Linked DNA regions of Anser cygnoides: region 2 is linked to region 1. A link is a contact called in public Hi-C data. All regions are on one chromosome and are shown on one strand. Each heading gives the region's core, a stretch centred on a gene start, on an enhancer-like site or on the middle of the called end of the contact. The rest is flanking DNA. Distances are from core to core; before and after follow the strand shown. Region 1 overlaps NSMCE2 (NSE2 (MMS21) homolog, SMC5-SMC6 complex SUMO ligase). Region 2 has its middle 16 kb from the start of LRATD2.

Region 1 (7,647 bases), core at 2,262-4,761:
TCCCTGCTCTGTAGTGTTTCAGCGGTCCTGTGAACACTGCTATTTGCACTTTCGTTTTATCTCCCAAATTCTTTGGGTGTAAACTGCATTCAGAATGTTCTGTCTGTTATTTCTAGAGTAACGATTTCAAGATGCCAGGGGCTGCAAGAATTTTGTTCAACTCTGTGGATTCCTCTCTCTCATCTCTGAAAAACTGCCTATCTTACATAAATACTGGAATGGATATCACTACTCACGTTGCCCTTGACCTCGTGGAAAGTTTCAGTAAGTAATTCCTCTGAGTATCTTCTTCTATTGCATCCCGAATCTCACAGGTGAATCCTAGGCCTACATATTTTGACTTTGTTACAGTCAATATCTATCTTTGTTATAGGAACTGTAGCTCTGCTGGCTATACAGGGTGTTTTCATCCCACTCACTTCATTCTTTTCAATGATAAATTCAATGAAAATGTAAATACCAAGCAAACATTGTCCCAGCTTTTGTAACAACCCAGACTAACAGTGTTCCAGTGTTTATTATCCTATCGCTTTGTAAAAACTTCAGTATTGCTGAAGACGATGGAGAAGACCTTTTAAGGTGAATAAAATGACTTTTCTTTCTAATACTGCTTCTTTGTGTGTGTTTCATTTAATGTTTAGGGCAAGATATATTAAACAATGCTAATGATTTTGAGTACAAAGCTTGAGACACCTGTTAGGGGATGCAATTTTCTAAAATGCTGTCTGTTTCTCTGCTGAAAAACAGACCCTTTAAGGGTGCTTTAGTTTGGACATGTACAAACTGGGATACCATAAATCTAATCATTTCTAACAGTCTTGTCATTGCTATTTCACAGCAACAGGTGCAGTGCAAAGCTACTTTTCAAAGACAAATATTACACCTCCCATTTCTGTAACTCCTTAGATCTGTGATAATATTTTCACTAGGAACAAAAAATCAAACCTTTAAAGCTTTAATTATGAGCAGAGAGTGAAAGTCCTCTAAAAGAAAAGATTTGTCATTCATTATAAATCTTGCGCTCAACTAAGCCAAGGTTTATGTACAATCAAGATGAATGCTTCTCCGTTTGTCTAGTGTGATAGATCTCTCTCCTCTGACCTTTTTATCCATATTGCTGTCAGAGACAATTGACGTGCTGTTTCTGGATGGTAGAGGAAATGGAAAGCTTGTCTGAACAGTCAGCTGGGGATTCCCTTTGTGGTAAGACGGGTATAGCCAGTTCTGCTTCCTCGCTGCCTTTGCAGCCACCATCCCTCCTACTTTTCCATCAGTGGAGACACACCGAATGTAGTGAATTCTTGTAATCCCAGAATGATCTGCAGAAATTAGTTATTGGTGACAGAAGAAGTTTTGATTAATATCACTTCTCTGTGGAAGCCAAATCAAGCCCCTGTTGCATTCACGTTTGGAGGCATGATAGGCAACTTAAGCTTCACTCTGCAGGTTTGCAGCTGAGGGTTTGTGCATGATACTCCTAGGAAATTTCATGATCTTTCTCAATCACCTACTTCTGGCATATTAGTCTTTAATTACAACCTTAAAGTTGTTTGTCCACTTCATTCAGTAACCAAAAGGACCTTATGTAATATATTGTCCAGGGAGGGGTTTACTCCTGATGAGCTTCTTATGGCCATTGTTACAATTAAGTTGTATCATGTGACTGGAAACAGCTCCCAGACCATAAAATTCATTTTATTTTAGCAGGGGTAACATCCTGTAGAATTGTAATTCCAGGATTTTGAAGCATGACCTTTTAACATAGTCCGTCCCGTTGCGCTACAGAAAAGCTATTACAGGCTTACTTTTGTAGTTTAGTTTAAATCTCTATGATCTATGTGCTATGGTGTTAACTCTTCACTTAGAGTAATTCTCTCCTTCACTCCTACTCGTTTCTTTGCTGATTTATGCACATGTGAAACAAGCAAATGAGTGAAGCTCCCTCACTTTTCTTTTACAAGGTTTGTTTTTCACTCCCTTAGCTGTATATATAAAGGTCATTCATCTCTTGAACTTGAGCTTCAATTTCTTATGTTCCATATACAATGCCATCAGGAAGATACAAAGTTTCTGTGGTGTGACATACTTTTGGTAAATAACTGCTGTGGTTTTTTGTTTGTTTGGTGTTTTTGAGTTAGCATCATCTGGTCTGCAGTACTTGGCTGTTAAGCTCGTATAACCAACTCATTAACACAACTTGTCACATATATAAAATTGTCACCCACCTATTCTACTTAGCCTGCATGTTCTGAGGCAAAGTAGTCATTTAATTTTGAGACACCTTTAGGTAATATGCTTCTGCATTCTTGTTGTTGTCCATTTGCAGTTTGTTTTAATTTCCTTTACAAAATCTAGCTTCATCCAGCTTCTGACAGGTTTCATTGCTAGGCTTTGCAGTGGCAAAAGAATTCTATTGTGATTATGTGGTCAGTATTTTATTTTACAAGCCCTGTTGCTGCGAAGATGCTTGCATGTTACACAACTCTGCTTTTTGGGAATAGTACTGGGGTAAAATTCTCTTAGGAAGTACATGAGAGAGGTTGGATTTACATCTGAAGATAGATAACCCAAAAGGCATACAAAGTTAGTGCAGTAAGTGACGTCTGTTTCTTTTCTGAGTTGTTACTCTCCAAGAGCCCAACCTTGAAAACCTTTACTGGTAGGCATATTTATTAAATAATACACATTAGTGTTTGCTGGACTGGCTACAGTTAAATGCAGTATCATGGAGGGATCTCCCATAAATGCACCTGATAGGAAGTTAGATTTAAAAAAAAAATTTTTTTTAAAGATCTTCCTGGATCACTTTTCCCTCTTTTTTCTTTAGATTATGATAGGGGCTTTGCTCATGTGTTGTATTTGAGATGTTTTATAGGCAGCAAACGCTGTGGTTTTGTTGTGGTTTTTTTTTTCTCCCTAAGATTTAAGGGCGATTCATGAAAGAACGTGTATGTAATTTTTCTAACTTCAGTGCTCTAATATAAGAATAATATAAAGAAGAAATAGAAATTAACATATGAATTTTCTTTGACGTATTTAAAGTGCTTTTATGGTATTTCAGTCTTGAGGGTGCTTCCCTGTTAAGTAAAAGCCTGCATACTAGGGCTAGAAAAGGCTCTTCGTTTTCTGACATACTTAGTGGAGAAGGATGTAGGGAACAGTTGTGAAGAACATAAAAAGAAAACAGTTTGGTGTTTCAGCACGGTTGTGTGCGTGTGAGTTGTAAAGCAGCCACGATTGTTCAGGTGGAGTGAAAACCAAAGCTCGCTAGGGGGCAGGAGAACATAGGAAGTAAACAGTACTTCCCTTGAAGCTCCAAAAATATTGAAAAGAAACTGGCTGCTTTACCTCTCTGCTGATCTGGCCGTGATCCATGAGCCGCCTAAAGCCCTCTCCAGTTAAACCGTCCAGAGAACAAAGAACTCTTCTTCCAGGGGTTATGGGAGCCATAAAAACCTCTCGGGATGACTGAATCTAAGCTCCTTAACAGGTGGTGGTAGTGTTACATGGAATAAAGAGGGAGCAAGCCTGCTTTTTAGATCGTGAAACCCTGTCGGCTGTTGATGGGAAGAGGTGCCACTTGTGTGCCACAGTTGGCTCAGGATATTCCCTGCTTTACAGTAGCCTTGTAACCTTCCGTAACCTTTCTTTAGAGGATCTCAGCTGCTTTGCAAACACTGGCTAAGCCTCTCTGCTCTCTGGGAGGTAAATAATGGTTGCAGGGATTACTTCCTCTACCAGGATTGAAATGAAAATCTTCTGAGGGAATAAGGGTTGCTATATAGAAACGTTGTGACTCCATAATAATCCGAAAGAGAAAAATAAGTTTTCCTCCATCTGATTGAAACAGCAGAGAAAACTTAACTAGAGAAGATAGAAAGGGGTTTTTGAGTTGGATGTTGGGGACATCAGATTAAAATTACTGTGATATTTATTCATGAGTAAGCAGATCTTTCACGGCTTTATGTTGATGTGTGCTTTGAAAGTTTCAGAACAAAATCCAGCACTGGGTTTTAATCAGTAATTTCCCATGTAGAATTCCTCCTACTGAAGTAAGACTTTCCTTTCTCTCAGCACCATATTTCCCTTTAGGAAGCTGCCGTCTACCCACTGACTCACTTCAATCCTGTTTAAAGGGATTTTGATCTGTTTCTGGGTGAAGGTGGCATGGCTGCAAGCTAGTACACATACCGATGCTACCATGTATTACTGTGCTGCTGTACTTAAAATTATTCACTTTTAAAAGCTGTAATAAAGCTGCAATAAATATTAATCTGAGGAATGTAGAAAATTGAGGGAATCTGTTTCACTGTTTCAAATGATTTTGAAGATTTAAAGATTTGTAGCCTTTCATCAAATGTTACCCCATTTGGCAACGCAGGACAAAATGTAGCAGTTAATCTACTTCTTCGCAGCCTGGAATGGGTTCGTTTTACTACTTTCTGCAAAATAATAATACTAATAAAAATAATGCTTACCCATTTCACAGGAATATTGGAAAGATTTAATGTCCGATATTTCCAAGCAGGTTCACAGTTATCTCTATTTATGCATATAGTTGTCCTGACATCTGCTTACAGTCCACAATAGTAAGTTTAAAATGATTTCTGTCCATTTAATCCTTATTTAATGTTGTGAGATGTTTTGGGAATCCCAGCGAGCAATAACGAGCAAGTATGGATATTTTTACTATGGAATTGTCAATAATAACAGAGCTCACATGAAGTCAAAAGAAAAGTATTCTGCAGTAGAATTAAAGCAGTCTGAAATATCTCTGAGGCTTCTAATGATATAAAGACCCAGAATCTGTTCCCAGCTTTTTACTACCTCCTCTTTCTTTTGTGCCTCCTGGCATCTTGTTCGCTGTTGCTGTACTCTGGAAACAAACCTTCAGTGAGCTCCGACCACAGTGGTCCCCAAGTCTTTTTCCTCTAAGGATCCTACTATTCACCCTGTGCTGTAGGGATGAGAGAGTTGTACTGATGTAAGCTTTATTAGCAAAACTTCACTTATCCGAGTCTTAGTTTCATCAACGTTTCTGTTACATAGTCCCCTAGTATATTTAGGTCCATTTTGTTCTAGTCCTCTATAGGCTTACGAAAAGAAAACGCTAGTATTAAATATTCAGGTCAGGCATTGCTCGTTTATGAACATAGATGATCTCTACCAAAGTAAGGCAATAGTGTTGTTCAGGATTTCTGTTAACCTCTGGTGATTCAGGTAAAGGATAATTTTAATGTATCCGAACCTGAAAACCTCGTGTTTCTCAAAAAACTTTGTTGATATCCATGAAGTTATATTGATGAATAAGACTTGCCTGTTCATAGAGAATTTGCAGACTTTTGACATTGAGCATCCTTGTGGTGCTGTGTTGTGAGCATGTGCTGGCAAACTGACAGAGCTGAAATAGGATTTCTGAGGAACTGAGGATCTGAGCTGGAGATGAAAACTAGTTTCACCAAACTGAATGTGAAAGGGAAACAACTAACTTAAAAGTTTATTTTATTTAATGATTTTAAATGAAAGATTTATGTCCATCCCAGGCATTCTGCCGATTATCTTTAGGTACTGACATTGTCTAAAGGCCATACGTTTTTTGTTTGTTTTTTGTTTTCCAAAATAGCATCGTGGTACAGAGACACTTTAAAATGTCACTATAGAAAAGGCCATGTAAGCAGCAAAATGGAGTGTGCAGAGTTGGTTTCAGTGTGTCCTCTCTGCACTCAAAATGCTCTTGGGCGTTCTATGGCCCAGTCCAGTGAAACACTGAAGAAAAAGATACATTTAAGTTCTCGAGTGATCACCAACTTTCAGAGTGATCCGTGTATTTTAAATGTTACGTGCATTCTCATATCCTTTGCTGGATTGGAGTCCTAATAGATACGGGAATTTGAAGGTGACACTGTTGGAAATGAGTTACAAGTGCAAGTAAAATCGTTGAGTTTTACTATAATTTCTGTCTTTCTAAATTCAGCCTCAGTCTGTTGTTTGAGCTTTAGCGGTGTGACTGAAGAAAGAATTCACTGTCAGTACTTGTTTGGCAATCTCTCTCAGCTGTGACGTTCCTAGTATTGATCTGTTAAGTCTCCTATTAATACCTCTGTACGCTGAGGAGCAGCTATTTGCACTGCTTACCTAACTCAGCATCTTCCTATAGGGTTAGAAGGCACTGCTGGATACCCACGTGAAATACTTGAAGGATTGATAAGTCTTTCTTTCTGTTTTTTTTTTTTTTTCATTGCTATAACCTGCCATACGTATGGACTGATGTGCTGCTGATGTTTTGGATATGCCGTAACAAAGACAGACATCACTTCCCAGCTCTGCTTGGCAGAATGGGATATGAATTCTGCCAGCTTGCTGAGGATGGCGGTTTTATCTGGCTCCTCGAAAGCAGAACTTTCTCAAGAATATGGGGCTGTGAAGGACACAGAGTTGTAGATATTGGAGGAAAGAAGACTAATTCATGGTCATCTCCTGGCCTCCAGCCCAGCACTTTGCTCTTTAAAGGGGTAATTGCTTTTGTCTCTGGTCTGGAGCCAAAGCCACGTGGGACTGGGAAGAATGGCCAAAGCAAATTGGGAAACAATTGGAGAGACTGGAGAGCATGCTAGCTATAGACAAGGTGCTAAGAAATTCTTAAAATAAACTGTCTAAAAAAATGTTATAAAGCATTAGCACATGGCGTTTTGCTTGATGATATGAACAGGTTTTCACACAAACGAGATGCTTCCCTGATGTCTGGGACTTTCTCCCAGCTGCATGTTACGTCCCCACTAAAATGCAGAGGCCCTGGAGTGCAGAACAGGTGGGTGGGAAGCAGGCAGCCACCTGAGGTCTGATCTTACTTAGGGGAAAAAAATGAGTCTTTTTTTTTTCCTTCTCAAAACCTTGCCCTAAAATCTCGCAGTCAGCTGCTACCTTTGGCTGCTCGCCGTCAGTATAACATAGCAGGAATCTTCCTGTTGCAGTTCACCCACGTGAGAGCTCCTCGCCCACACCCCGTCAACTTTCTTTCTCCGCACTCTGAAGGATTTCTCTGCTCACCACTCCGGACAGGGCAGGCCCGTGGGTCTTCCGGAGCTTTAGTGATACAGTTTTGTGGCATGTGCCCCAGATTAAGAGCCCTTTACGGCTCTGGCTCTTCCTGCTTGTCTGCTCTTGTTTCCTATTGCATAACCTGCTCCCTCTGCCAGAGCAGCTTCCCTCAGCACTGGCTGCTCATCCCACTTGTCTGGTTCCCCTTGCCCTAGAGCTGTCTCTGCACTTTTGAGTGCTGCACTGCACCTCACACGAGTGACGTCCTCCCTTTACTAACTGCTTTCTATTCACCAAATTGCTTGGGATCCACTTGGGTCTCGATGCCTGTTGAATACTAGCCAAGAAGTAGTCGGTGGTGTCGGATCTTTGAAACGTGGGTTTAGCTCTGTGAGACTACCCACAGCACTTGGGTTTCTCTCATTGCTGTCTGACCGTGGTGTTACACAGGAATCACTCTAAACATTGCTGACCCTTGTTGGCATAGGGAATATAGATGTGTAGGTCAGCCTGGTATTGAGAAATTATTGGCAGCCTTTTAATAGACAGTTGATTCACGAGGTTCTACGGAACATCTACTATTTTTACGTGCAGTGGCTTGCTGAAGAC
Region 2 (7,647 bases), core at 2,605-5,104, 560 kb after region 1:
ATTTACTTGCTAGCACAACTCCTGCAGTGACCTCCAAACAAGAGCCAAAATACTATTCTCCTGCATGTGGGAGGCCAAGCCTCCGTCTCCAAGCGTTGAGCAGGGTGTGTTTGTCTCAGTAAAGTTCATGCATTTTGCATTGGTAACAGTAGAGTTTCATTCCCCACCATGCTCAGAACAGAGCTGCAATGCAAACACCTCCGAGCTGGAGAGGACCGATGTGTCAGGGCACAGCCCAGCCTGGAGGAAGAAATCTGTCTGGTCTAAGGGCATTGCAAAGGATGACCCTGTGCAAGGTGGTCCACAGGAGCACACAGGAAGATCGAAATGCTGATGAAAGGGAGGCTTCCACAAGTCTCTTAGCTGGTCTGGGGAGGGTTGAGATCCTGGGGGCTGTACTTATTATCTATGAGCTGAAGATGTGACCACCTATCACCCAGATACAATATTCAGTGTGCTAAACCATGTCTCAGCTCTTTAGCCACCAGCTTCTCTTTAAATCCATATAATATTTATTCTGATATGCTTTATTCCCAAAGCCTTACTCTGAGATGATGTAAACCAGTGTAAGACAGAAGCAGCCTTTTTTTTTTTGCAACATAATTGTAAAAACAGTGAAGGAGCAGAATCAGAATTATCTCTGCCAAACTTCCATCCCTGGATATATCTCACGTAAGTGTGAGCAAGGGTCCTTAGGTTAGGAGTGCAGCTTGTTGGGGACTGTGTGCACATGATCACACGCTTGCATATACAAATAAATATGTATGTATCCTATACACACACACAGACATATTTGTGTGTATACATATATATAAACCTTTCCTTGTGTATGTGTGCTCTTTTGTGTCTGTGTATGCATATGTATTTATATGGAGAGAAAAGAGATTGAGTATGTATGAGAAAATAATTCAGTTCTCCTAAGAGCTGAAAAGCCCTCTGGATGTGCTCACCTCTTTTTACTAAGTACAGAGAGACTAGGGAGACTGAAAAAATGCTATTTTTAGTAATAAATTTCCTAGCCTGTGCAACTAATACCATTGTAACTTATTACACTGAAAGTTATTTGGAATTTAATTAACTTGGCTTTTAGTCCTGATTGTTTGCTTTGTTCTTTCTTGAGCAATGGAAATGAACTGTGTACTTTCACCTTTATTACAAATCAGTGTCCAATCCCTTTCACTATTACATTCTCTTACACGTACGTAGTGGTGCTGTGTGAGAATATAGACATTTCTCCTGAAGTCAACAATCTTTTGTGTTAGCAGAAAGTAATGAATAAATAAAAATACAGGCAGCCTTTCTGCTGTGTAAAACAGTAGATTTTATTCTATCTTTGTTGATCAGAATTAAAAATAGTCCAGTTCAGTTCTGCCTTTAAAACTTGTCATTCAAGATTTCCTGGATGTGATCTCAGGAAGATGATAGTTTAAGGTCTGCACAGAACACATCGTGACTTTTCTTTCCACTAACACGGTTCTCCTAGTTGTGACTCAATGCTACAAGTCCAATTCAAACAAGCGAGTCCACACCACCCAAACCTTCAACTCCAGCCAGTCCAGACTAGTTTTTGCACACTTTGTCAAACCCCAAATGCAGAAGAAGATGGCTTGCCTTTCTGCAACAGGAACAGTGACCCCAGATAAACAGACAGAGCTGTAAAAAGCAGGTCAACATAACGTCTTCTAAATGCTCTTTCTACTTAACTGGTTATTAACATTTTCTTCTCTTAATTTAAAGCCTGCATCAGAGATGACAGCTTGTTCCATAACGAGGAACATTTTCTCAGTTCTGCCAACAGGTGTTGTTGTTTAATGTAGGAAGATTGTATTGATAAAACATTGCCTAAACCAATGGCAGTATCTACCGGCTGATAAAGTTATTGTAGTAGTAATTATCCTTAAAAGAACAGTAAAAGCATAATTGCTTTTAGTGACTAACTGACACATGAAAATAAGGGTTTTCAGTTTCCTGGTCCCTGAAGAGGGGCAGAATGTTTCAGGGCTCCCTACAGCCAGTGGAATTCATTGCAAGAGGCTAAAGACAGCACTTTGCTCTCTGCTCCTTGTTCATAGCACTCAGCTTGTTATTCAGAAGCTGGTTTGTTTCTGGAAATACCTGTGGGTGAGCATTTCAATTCTGCTGAGTTTTAGTCAGGTAAATTGTGTCGAATTTTGTATCTGCTAATACTCAACTGAGACAGCCAATTTCTCCTACATCTGAATGTTGGAATTGCTTCTTGATCTCAACACATAAGTGATTTTTATGTATAAATGGCAAAATGCTTCTCACATTATCCATGGTGACACTTCATGCAGCCACTGGCCTGCTGTGGAGGACAAGTGTGACATTTCCCCAGACCAGGACTTTATTTCTGCAAACAGCGCTGCCACTTACTTGCTCCGCATTCTGCTTTCCAATTTGCAGATACTCCTTCTATAAGGAATAAGAAAGAAGAAATCTCAGCTTCAAGATTGCACTGGACTTAGTACACATCACTGCAGAACCTTTGACAGATGGAGATGAAATAGTGAATGCTGCTATCAATAAATAATTGTATCTTCCAATCGCCCTTTCCTTTTAGAGGTAGCTTCTATCTGGCCTCAGCTAGAAAATGCCATCCATGTTTGGTTCTGCTGTATTTTTCCCATCAGAGATGCTGAGGTGTACTTTGGTGCTTCAGTGGAAATCCCACTCAGCATTACTTGAGAAATGCTGTTAACTAAACAGCTTGTACTAGTTATCACAAAGTCTAAAAGGATATCGGACTTTTGAAAATTTATCTAAGGCAAAGCCAACTGCTTGAGATCAATGTCCACATTGCAAACTTCATTCATTTTGCTTTTACATACCAGGGAATATGACTGATTTTCTCGATCTCAGTCTCTTTGTGTCCACCTCAGTAGGATGTATCATTTGCAGCCAAAAGAGAATAAAGACCAATGAATGCAATTCAAATTCTTGCAATTCAGTTTTGTCATCTTTTCCTCAAATTTGAAAAACATTTTTATTAACATAACACTTTAAAATCTACAACATATATTTCAGCCCATTTGTAGGTGGGCTCCTTTATTAAAACACAAAAACCTAACTGCAGTATCCTATAATAACGGTCCTGAGAGTGGCAGGGAAATTACTGTAATTTCCCTCCTTAAAAAAATGGGCAAAACCATCCACAAATTCAAAACACATTTCTGTGAAACTATCAAAACTCCTTTTTTTTTTTTTTCATGCAAGAGTTCTATTTCCAATGGTAGCATTACAAGCACCACTTATTGTCATTACGGCTCTTGGTTTTCAGGAGCTACATATTAGAGTTTAAAAATGTGAACCACAAGTTGTCTATAAATTAAAGAAATTATCTCTGTAATTGCATTTCATAATACAGTGTGAACAATCGCCCTATTTTCATATTTAAAAACAACATTCCAGGCTGCCACAACATCAGCGGGTAAAAAGTGTACAGGACATGAACAAAGCTGCCAGGCTGCTGGGACTGCGCTTCCTCAGTCTGCTTCCTTACATTTTAAATGTTAACATTGCTTTCACCTTCATGCTTCTGGAAAAGTACATGAGGGATTTGAAACCGTTTGTGCCCTCCACAACCACATCATGTCAGTGCATTGAACTCTTTGTTTTTCATGTGACCAAGCGAATGGAAAAGGAGAGGGTGAGTGAGGGGTGGGTAAATGAGCCCTCCGCTCAGCTTTGGACACCAGGGAAGGAGAGAATGCCTTGCTTTGGGAAGAGTTAATCCCTTCTAGCCAGGTTTTGCTGGGAGCGTGGCTTGCTGCGTCACAGTGACTTCCCTTGCTGGCTGGAAAAGTTTGCCACTGCTGTTTACTTAGGGCCGTGTCCAAAAGCATTGTTGCAACCTGTCAAGAGCTGCAAGTGTCGGCGGTGCTGGCTCTCAGTGCAGCCCGTAGGGACTGACAGGGAGCACGGAGCACAATATCCCAGCGAGGCGGAGCTGAAACAACAGGAAATGCTGAGACCAGGCTTTATTAGCTAATTGTTCATTTACAGACTTTTGATTTAGGAGCATTTTTTTAAGGTCTTCCAAAGGAACGGTAACTTCTGTGGCGTGTCAAAGGGTGTTCTTTCAGGCGCGTTTCCCTCTCTAATAGACTTATGAATTTCCTGACAGGTTGGTGCTTACTTAGCTCTGAAGTTTGTTTTGTGTAACAAAGTGGAAAACAAATTTGCCCAAAATTAAGTGCTTCCAGGCCGCCCCACATTCTTAAATAAGACCCAGATATTGCAAAAAACTATGACCTCCCTACTGCTGTTGCACTTTTTGTTTGTGTTTCAGCGCTTGCAGAGCCAAATTCTGTGTCTACAATGAGCCTGTTTTTCAAAGGCATGCCATGGAGACAAAGGTTGAAATCTAAATCACTTCACAGCAGTCTGCAAGTCTGCCTCCCTCTTCTGAGGTTGTAAATGTGTCTAAGCAAAAAGCAACAGTTCACCTATCTGTAAACAATAGGCTTGGGTGAAATAGCTTAAATAACTGAAAAATCCTTGCTTAAAACAGAGAAGGAAATTCTGGTTCTGGGCACCAGCCTGGAGTACTTTGGGGCTGGATTAGTATGCGGGATGTAAAGAAATGAAAAGGCAGACCGTGGCTTAAAAATGTCATTGCGCAAACATGCATGCATATTCTCTCAGGCCCTGCCTTGTGGTTCAGTAATGCAGCAGGCAATGATAATGATACAATTTCATAGCTGCACTAATCCTGAGGGATGCACAAAATGCTTGACAAACTGATGTTCTGTATAAGCAATAGGCTGGGCCTTTCCTTCTCATCTGTAGAGAAGCGGAAGAGATTATAGTACAAATATAGCAGAATCTGTCTGGTAAACTCAGAAGCATGTGGAAACAATGCATTCCATTCAATGAGCACATTAAAATTTGTATTAATAAAGAAATTCAGACAACTTTACACTTAATTAGCAGACAAGCTAGAATTGTTCCATATTGTTTTGGGGGAAGCAGAGTGCTGTAATAGGAAACAGAAATCACCTAGAAGACAGATAGACCATTTGTATGCATAAATTTGTGATTCAGAAGAGAATAAGAAGGTCTCTGATCTCATTATATGGGAGAGAGAGAAAAATCCAGCCTTGGCAAACTTATTTACGAACCTTGTTGTCAAGCTCTAATTTCCCCTACCATTTCTTTTGCTTTTTGCTGTTTGTTTATGACTTTATGAATAGGTATGATACTAGGTTATTAAACCATGCCATGTTAGAATCAAGAAACGTTTGCCTGAGTAAGAGGTCATCATATCTGAGCAATGGGTTTTACCTGGCTAAAAATTGTGGTCTAGCAAACTGGGCAGTGTTTTTGGTTAAAGTCTCTAAAGATAGAATGGCTTTGAGGGAGCCTTACTTACGTGATTTGATTGACTCTGAGAGAAATTGTCCTTTTTTTCTAAGATTATAATTGGAAACATTGTCAGACAAGGTGTATCGTTTGTTTGGATAACATATGAGGCTTATGAATGACTCCCCTGTGACCAAACTGATCAAATTCAGTTAGCTTCTTGATTAGTATTAGAAAAAGATAGTTTTTTTCTGTGCAATGTAAATTTGCATGTTACAAGGCCAAAAGTGTTCACAAGCTTAATACATTGAGATATCAGCTGTAAAAAGACAAGAACAAGATTATTTAATAGCCCATCAAAAGCTTGCAGAAAACTTCCAGTTCCTTCCCATCTTTGAACAAAGCAGTCCAAAAGGCCAAGAAAACAGAACATCTTGTGCTGTGAAGGTCCTGACACAGAAGACACAGCTGCTTTGCAATGTTATCATCTGTTTTTTCCCCTTGACATATTTCTACAACTATCATCAAAAGTTGTTTATAATCTCAATGACAATTTCCTATGAGAAAAGAATCTCTCTTAAATTGTTCTCCATGGTCATGCCAACTATGATATATTCCAAGAATATGAAGTGGTAGCTAACAAGCATCTCTGTTTCATATAGGAAGGGGTGCAGGAGTAGGATGCTGGCACAGATCCCCGTGCCCAAGAAATGATACCTGTACTAGGGAATCTGCAAGACCATGAGGCTGAGACTGCCTAATTCAGCACTGAGCAAAGGTAAGTAAGCATGCTGCGAGGTGATTCCTCATCTAGCCCTCTCCCAAGAGCAGAGCTGGAATCCCAGGTAGAGCAGACACACACCAGCACCTCCACTCATCAGAGTAGCTGAGCCTTTTACCTGTAGGAAATCAGGCTACAAATATTCATCATGGGAGAGCACCTGTGACGCTGCAAAGTCATGGATTATTCAAGGTCATTCAGTTGGCAAAGGGACAGATGCTATGGGCATCTGGAACATACACAGACTGCTCATCGATGTTATGAATTTATTTATCTCCTGCAGGTTTTGCATACCTGGCTGAACTAAGTGGGTCAGACAAGAGGTTGTAGGATTTGCATTCACTGTAGGAATTACAGTTTCATAGACTTCAGAAACTTCATTTCCTGAGGAAATATCCTATCTTGATTCGACATGGTTCATGAAGGTGGCAGGGAGAGGACTAGAAGCCTTATAGCAAAACGAACTTGACTCAGAAGAGAGACTGGTGTGCTGAGGATTCAAGACTCACATGCATGAAAGAGCCCTAGAAAACAGTGAAGAAGTATTCATGATATCCATGTAAATTTGGTAAAGAAGCACAGTGTAAGACATTCTGATTATCTCTTTATTATTTGAAAGCACATTTTTTTCATTATGTTTTTATTCAAGTGACAATGCTATTGTTCCAGTAGCTCTGTTAGAGCTACTGAGCTGTGGCTTAACCCTGCTGTTACCCTGAGAGAAGAAGGAGGAAGAAGCTGAGCTAACAGGAAAGCCTGTGGAGGGACCTTTCAAGCTGCAGAAAACATCAGCTCAGGAGAGAGGGAGAGACTGAAAAAGAAGGCTATGGGAGACCTAATTATGGTTCCCAGAGCAAAGCTGCTGGTCAGAGCAATTAGCTCTGAAACTAGAAAAAGCCATAACTGAAAGGAGAACAGAGGGTTTATTTTAATTCCTCAGTGCCTGGGAGCACTTTGGATGGGAGGTAAAGCAATACTTTCGCTTTCTAAGCAGATCCTTAGAAAGGTCCAATTCATGATATACCTAGGATGCTGGGGCCACTGGATGGCCAGGACTGCCTCTAAGCCCCAGCTCTTAATTACTTATTATGACAGATGGTGGGACAACTGGAACATTACATATGTTACATTACATATACAGGAACATTACATATATTACATTAATTACGGAGAGTTATGGTGTATAAATATGTCTGCACAGGATTTTTTTTTTCTTTTCATGCAGGCTGCGAAAGGTTGTTCCTTTTTGTTGTGGTCAGGGAGGAGCTGACAGCCTCATCAGACTTCAAAGAACCTCAGACTCCCAGTTAGCGAGAAGCCCAGAGCTCTCATGAACCAATCTGTATAGGGAGGATGCCTTATAATATTGCAGGAAGTAGTTATGAGGCATTCGCTGCCATCTGATTTCAAACAAGTCACCTCATTTCTCTGCTGCAGTTCACCATTGATAAGCTATGCACAACACATCCCCGATCAACTTGCAGTGGAAAGTCTTTTGATTTCAGATTTAGCTTGTGAGAGGCCAGGCCAGGTAACAGAATAGT

What was found. Hi-C and Micro-C count contacts between places; a contact is called where the count stands out from the background.
Region 2: a Hi-C map of liver shows a contact between it and region 1, with 1.8 times the contacts expected there. The contact joins two enhancer-like sites. A contact is called at or near these places in 2 of 7 Hi-C or Micro-C datasets (granulosa cells and liver).

What each region holds. Positions count from the first base shown.
Region 1 is chr2:152,165,385-152,173,031 of Taihu_goose_T2T_genome, forward strand. It overlaps NSMCE2 (NSE2 (MMS21) homolog, SMC5-SMC6 complex SUMO ligase), which reads left to right. Exons shown (of 8, transcript XM_066990737.1): 2 at 117-264. The coding sequence starts at 132. Among named protein-coding and RNA genes, the nearest start is that of NSMCE2, 7.0 kb to the left of the region's middle. Within about 2 kb of position 3,512, at least 1 of the 3 cell types and tissues checked has open chromatin away from gene starts, as enhancers often do. A contact at or near this core is called in liver, where this site is marked.
Region 2 is chr2:152,721,172-152,728,818 of Taihu_goose_T2T_genome, forward strand. No RefSeq gene overlaps it. Among named protein-coding and RNA genes, the nearest start is that of LRATD2, 16 kb to the right of the region's middle. Within about 2 kb of position 3,855, at least 3 of the 3 cell types and tissues checked have open chromatin away from gene starts, as enhancers often do. A contact at or near this core is called in liver, where this site is marked.